2 separate regions of the Delphinus delphis genome follow, and region 1 is linked to region 2. Evidence: chromatin contacts called from public Hi-C data. All regions are on one chromosome and are shown on one strand. The core of a region is the stretch at or near the end of the contact, and the rest is flanking DNA. Distances in the headings are between cores, read along the strand shown.

Evidence for each region. Hi-C and Micro-C count contacts between places; a contact is called where the count stands out from the background.
Region 1: a Hi-C map of lung shows a contact between it and region 2, with 5 times the contacts expected there. The contact joins the promoter of PNN here to the promoter of FBXO33 in region 2. A contact is called at or near these places in 2 of 3 Hi-C or Micro-C datasets (lung and muscle).

What each region holds. Positions count from the first base shown.
Region 1 is chr2:60,150,216-60,152,954 of mDelDel1.2, forward strand. PNN (pinin, desmosome associated protein) reads right to left here and starts at 1,442. Exons shown (of 9, transcript XM_060004647.2): 1 at 1,167-1,442; 2 at 432-503; 3 at 1-35. The coding sequence starts at 1,279. TRAPPC6B (trafficking protein particle complex subunit 6B) reads left to right here and starts at 2,618. Exons shown (of 6, transcript XM_060004649.1): 1 at 2,618-2,641. The coding sequence starts at 2,633.
Region 2 is chr2:59,940,921-59,943,710 of mDelDel1.2, forward strand. It overlaps FBXO33 (F-box protein 33), which reads left to right and starts at 1,389. Exons shown (of 3, transcript XM_060004638.1): 1 at 1,389-2,217. The coding sequence starts at 1,610.

The DNA.
Region 1 (2,739 bases), core at 192-2,691, 210 kb after region 2:
CTGGGGGTCCTCCTCCAATATCTGAGAATCCACGCCTGCAAAAAAAAAGGCCAACATAAAGTAAAGCACTTGGAATTTGAGAAAAATGGTATTTCCATTTAAGGAAGATAATTTAGTTGCAATAAAAAAAAAAACTTCCAGTTAAAGTAACCTTAAATTGGCATTTACTTCAAGATGCTTTTGTAGCATTTCTTTTAAAACTATGAGAATAAGTTAAGTGTGCACATAACTGGTATAGCTACTATATTCTTCAATGTCTAGTTTTGAATGCAAATGAAATTCCAGGATAACTCTGCAGAAAACTACAGCTGATCACAGCTTCAAACAAACCAAACATTTCTAACATTGGCTCGACCACGAAATTTGTTTAAATCATTTCATTAATTTAGTGTAGTAAGTACCAATGAATCAAAATCCTAAGGAAATCTTACCTCAGCAATAAACTACCACGTCCTCTACCTCCACCAGGACCAGAAAGGGCCAGCAATCTGGCTTGGATGGGCCTACAAGATATTTACAAATCAGTACAAAAATCGTTTCTAATAGCACCAAATATTTTAACGGGTGCGGTTCATCATCAAAAGAAATTAACCAGAAAAGTTCGAAGATGATGGTTTCAAAACCCACGTGTTTGAAACAGGACACTAAGCACTTTGTTAACTTCCTGATTTTTCCACGACCAGTATCACAGAAATTATATTTACCTCGATGCCACTACACATTAACAAGCTTGAATCAGGTCCGGATTTCGCCAACCCAAAGGAAGTTGCACGTGGGCAAGAGCCAGGGGGCGAGGCGGCCGGACCGCGTCCCGGGAGCGTCTCCGGGCCAGCCCCGAATCGGGTGGCCCCGGGAGAAGGAAGGCTTTGTGCTGCAGTTCCGGGCCTGCAGGGCCGAGGGCGGGAATCGGCAGTCTGGGCCTTCCCGCTGGACGGGAAGCCATCCTGGCGCACCCAGGCCCCGCTCTCCTTCCTCACGCACCTGAGCTCCAGGACTTACGGTGGGAGCCTTGGAAATTCCCACCTCACCGAGGACGGGGTTCCACGGCTGCCCCGGGAACAGGCCTCGATGTTCGAGTCCTCTCAGGACTGTCCGCCCTCACCGCCCCAACTCACCCCGGCTTCGTGGCTGCCTCTCGGAGCCGGCATTTCCCATCCGCCCCTCACCTCACGTCATTCGGATCCCGCCCGGTGAGCTTGCGAATATTCTCATCCACATTCTTTAAGCTCTCTTTGGCCTTTTCTAGCTGCTCCTGCAAAGTTCTCACTGCGACCGCCATCTTCTCCCTGCAGCAGGCTCCGAGACTGCTCTCCAGGCCACGCCTGCTTGTGTCGCGCCGCGAGACGCGAGAAGACTGACTGCTGGACTCAGCCAATGGAGATAGGAGTTGTATTTCGGCCTCAACCACTCAGCAACCGGAAGGGGGAGAAGCTGCCAGCCTTTGTGACTCTGGGCCAATGAAAAGTCCGCCAGACGGTCGCTTCCCTCCCCGATTAGCTGCGGGTGGCTGGGCTCGGCTTCTAGCGCAGAGTCGGGGCGGATTTGAGAGTCTCTGGGTTCCCGAAGACGTGAGTTTGCGGGCCGGCTCTTCTGGCGGGGAGAGTGGAGTTTTCCAGCCCTTTTAACCTGTATATGACGGCCTCTTATCGTTTTACCATCTGTTCCCCTCAGAGTAGGGTGCAGGCGAGTCTTTTTTTCCCTTTTTCCCGGGTAAATGATTTGATTAGGACAGGGTGCGGCCGTTCTGTTGGTGCGCATGCCCAGAGAGGCAGTGGGAGGGGCGCAGGCTTCTCTTGACTAGGTTAAGCTCAAATGAGCAGAGGGAAGCGAAAAGTGAAGGAAGAGGAAAAGTCATTCATCATAATAGCTAACAATTGCTTTGTGTTGTACTCTGTGAGACATTTCACGTGCCTTATCCCCCACAAACCAAAAGCGTGAATAAACTGCCTGTTAATACTGATAAGGAAATACCGTAACTGTCCCCAGGTCACGCCGGCCCAGAATCATCATACGATCGATCAGACTATGTGCAAGGCTTTACTACAATTAAAAAAGAGACAGAGACAGAAAAGACGTGCATTAGCCTCTACACCGGTCTAGAGCTGGTTGGTTTAAAATAGGGTCTGGGGGAGCAGCGCTACTGTTAGCTGTGTGTGTGTCGTCCACCTTCTGGTTCTGCTCTACCCGCACTGCCAAAGTGAGAACCGGCTTTGTTCCAGAAATGTATTTGTAAATTGTAGATCACTAAGCATTTTCCCACAGAAACAATATTATCAATAATCCTTGTGTTCTCATCCTCCATCTGCAGCCAGTCATCCTTGCACCAAGCATTAGCAGGCCAACTGTATTTAATCTGAGTTACCATTTTAATTCATCCAGCAATACTTAAAAGCCCTTACTGTGTTAAGCTAGACTCTGGAAAAAAGCCTAGAACAAGATAACTGTGGTTCCTGCTGCCATGTAGTCTGTAGGCTCCTCAGGGAGCAAAGATCATTCATGTACTTATTCATTCAACAAATATTTATGGAACTCCTGCTTTTTGCCAGGCACTATTCTAGGCCCTTGGATAGTCAGTGTACAGTAAAGATATCTGCCCACAAGGAGCTTGGAGGCAGGAAGAGTGAGGAGACATATGATAAGCGTAAGTAAATTACATAGCATGGTAGAAATGGGTTAAGTGCTATAGAAAAAAGAAAAAGTAAAACTGGATAAGAAGGATGAGTGTTGATAAATAATTAC
Region 2 (2,790 bases), core at 139-2,638:
AGTGAGAGATCCAAATGTCCATGGTTCACTTCAAAATATTTCATGAGTTTAAAATATAAAAAATTTAAATCCAAGTCTCAACTTCCTAATTCACTGCTGTTTCTATTAGTGCTCATTCATAAAAATATAATAATAATTACATAGAAGAATCTCTCGCAGACAAGAGGTTCAGAGAAGTGAGCTACCATGAAGGCTAGCTTTTTTCTTTTTTTTTCTACTGGTACCAAAATGAAGATAACACATCACTGGCAACGTGGTATGTGCAAGACACCAAAAGTCATCAAAGCAACATGAATGGAGAGTTTTGCCTTCAAAGAGCTAAAAATATCTAGTAGAACAGCTTATTGGAGTTAATCACTAGAAAACTAGGCTGTTCCAAGATCATAGTTAAGGCTTTGAAGCGGCAGCCTCACTGAAGCAATCCTCAATTATTACATAAAATCACTTACTCCTTTTCTGACTTCCCTGACCCTTACAATCAGTTAACTACTTCCCAAGTGCGATGAAGTTAAGATACACTCTTTCGAAAGTCCCTCTCTCAAATTAGGGGCGCCAAGCTAAAGAAAACCTTTACCCTAACAATCAGCTTCTTTACACCTAGGGCCTCAAAATCGGGAACTCGGAGCCTCCCTCAAACCGCGGAGAAGAGGCCCATTATCAACCAACAAACCTAACTCATTCGCCTTTTTTTCCTCCTCTCCCTCTAAATCCAAAGGGTGGCGCTGTCCTCACTCCTTCCTCACACACCAGGTGTACGCGCAAGTCCACTTCGAGGTCCGAACAAGGAATGGGGGGTGTCCACTCACGACCTCCGTCCGGCCTCCAGCCGCCCCGCCCCGCGCTTCTCCTCTACGCGACCCAGCCCCTCCGGGGAAGCCCGCGACTGCGCCCGCCCCCCATCCTTAGCGGCTCTCTCTCAGAAACTCCCAACAATACTCCGGGCAGGTGGAATGGCTGAGAAAGACCCAAGCCACCACTCTGGCTCTTGAGTCCTCAGCCCAGCAACAGAGAAACGTATAATGAGAAGCGTCACGAGCCCTTGCACCAACGCGAGTTCCGCCACCTCCACCGCCTGAGCGCCCAAGTTAACCGACTTACAGACTTGACGGAACTCGGCGGCCTCTGTCAGACGGGAGGGGGCGCCCATCGCCGGCACCACCAGCGCTTCCCGCCCCGCCCCGCCCCGCCCCGCCCCGCCCCGCCGGTCTGCCTGCCTGCGTCAGGGATCACATGCTGCGTCTCCCTTCCCTACCGTCAATCTGGCGCTCCCTTCTTCCGGAAGTCGCGCCCAGTCACGCAGGGCTCCTCCCACCACCGGTGACGTCAAACTCAGCTCCTACCACTGCTCTGCCTCCGCCTCCAGGCGCGGGGAGGGCTGCCATTTCCTTACAATAAATCCTGCCGCTTCCGGGCCCCTAACCAGTCCAAGCGAGGGTTTTGAAGTTCCTGAGTGTGCAGGCCTCGGATGCGCATGAGTAGAGGTTGAGAGGCCAGAGCCTGACTATCTGGAGGCCACCCCCGCAGAGGCCATTACCCCTCTCCGCAACTTGTGCTGCACTTGGTTCCGCCGAGACCCACGACGGTTCCGCCCCCTTCTTCCTTGTCATTGATGTTGTTGTTCTTGTCAGTGCCGCAGCCCCGACCACCGGGAGCCCGAACCCGAGCCGGGGCCGCCCGGGTGGCGCGGTGGCGGCGGCAGCGGCTGCGGCTGCAGCAGCTGCGACGGCTGCGGGGGCTGCTCCGGGGACTGCGGGGGCGGCCGAGGACCGGCAGCCTGCGGCGGGGCCGAATGGCTCTGTGCGGACAAGCGGCAGGCGCCGCGTCGCTGCCCAGCGAGCTAATCGTGCACATCTTCTCCTTCCTGTCCGCTTCCGACCGGCTACGGGCCTCGGCCTCCTGTTCTCACTGGCGCGAGTGCCTCTTCTACCCGGCTCTCTGGCCCCAGCTCCGCATCTGCCTCCGCGTCTCGCCCTCGGAGCAGCCACGGCTCGAATTCCTCATGCGCAAGTGCGGCTGGTTTGTGCGAGAGCTGCGCGTTGAATTCGCCGCGGAGAATTACCTGAGCGGCGGAGGCGGCCCGGGCGATGGAGGCCGCGTCGACACCAGGACTGGCGGGGAAGAAGTCGAAGCCCTGCAGCTCTCAACCCGTTGGCTGGAAGTGCTACACACCTACTTAGAGCTGGTGCTGTGCGTGCTGGTCAGCATCCGGAACAACAGGTAGGCTCTTCGCGGCCCCTGCGTTCAACCTTCTCTCCCCGTTCCTCCTCTCCGGGGCGCAGGGTCGCCTCCTTCCTCACACCTCGAAACAGATTCAGTGCGGATACGCCCCGCCCGCTTCAGCGTTGCTCGTTGCTCTTTTCAGTGACTGGGGGTGTCAGTTCTAATCCGGCGATTCCTTTGAGGTGGGAGGGCGTAATGGGACTCATAATACTTTATAAACAGTGAAGGACTTAGTGTTTATCAGACAGCACTCCTGGCGCCTTCCAGGCACTGTCTCATCCATCCTTTCGGTACCAGTAGGATGGAGTTGACAGGCGCCGTCATTCTTCTTTTTACAGATGGGAGAGCTGAAGCTTGGAGGGTGAGGCCCAGAGTGAGTCTTGGGAGAAACAAACCATAATCCGTTTTTTTTTTGTTTCTGAATCTATCCATTCAGAATAGTTTGTGGTGGAGGAAGGAGTAGGTATGCTACTGGTTTCTCATAGTTACAAGACTCTCCTTGCAAAAAATCTTTGACAGCCATTTTCTTACCGGGAATAGTTTTGATTAACTAGGGCAGGCACGAAGAGT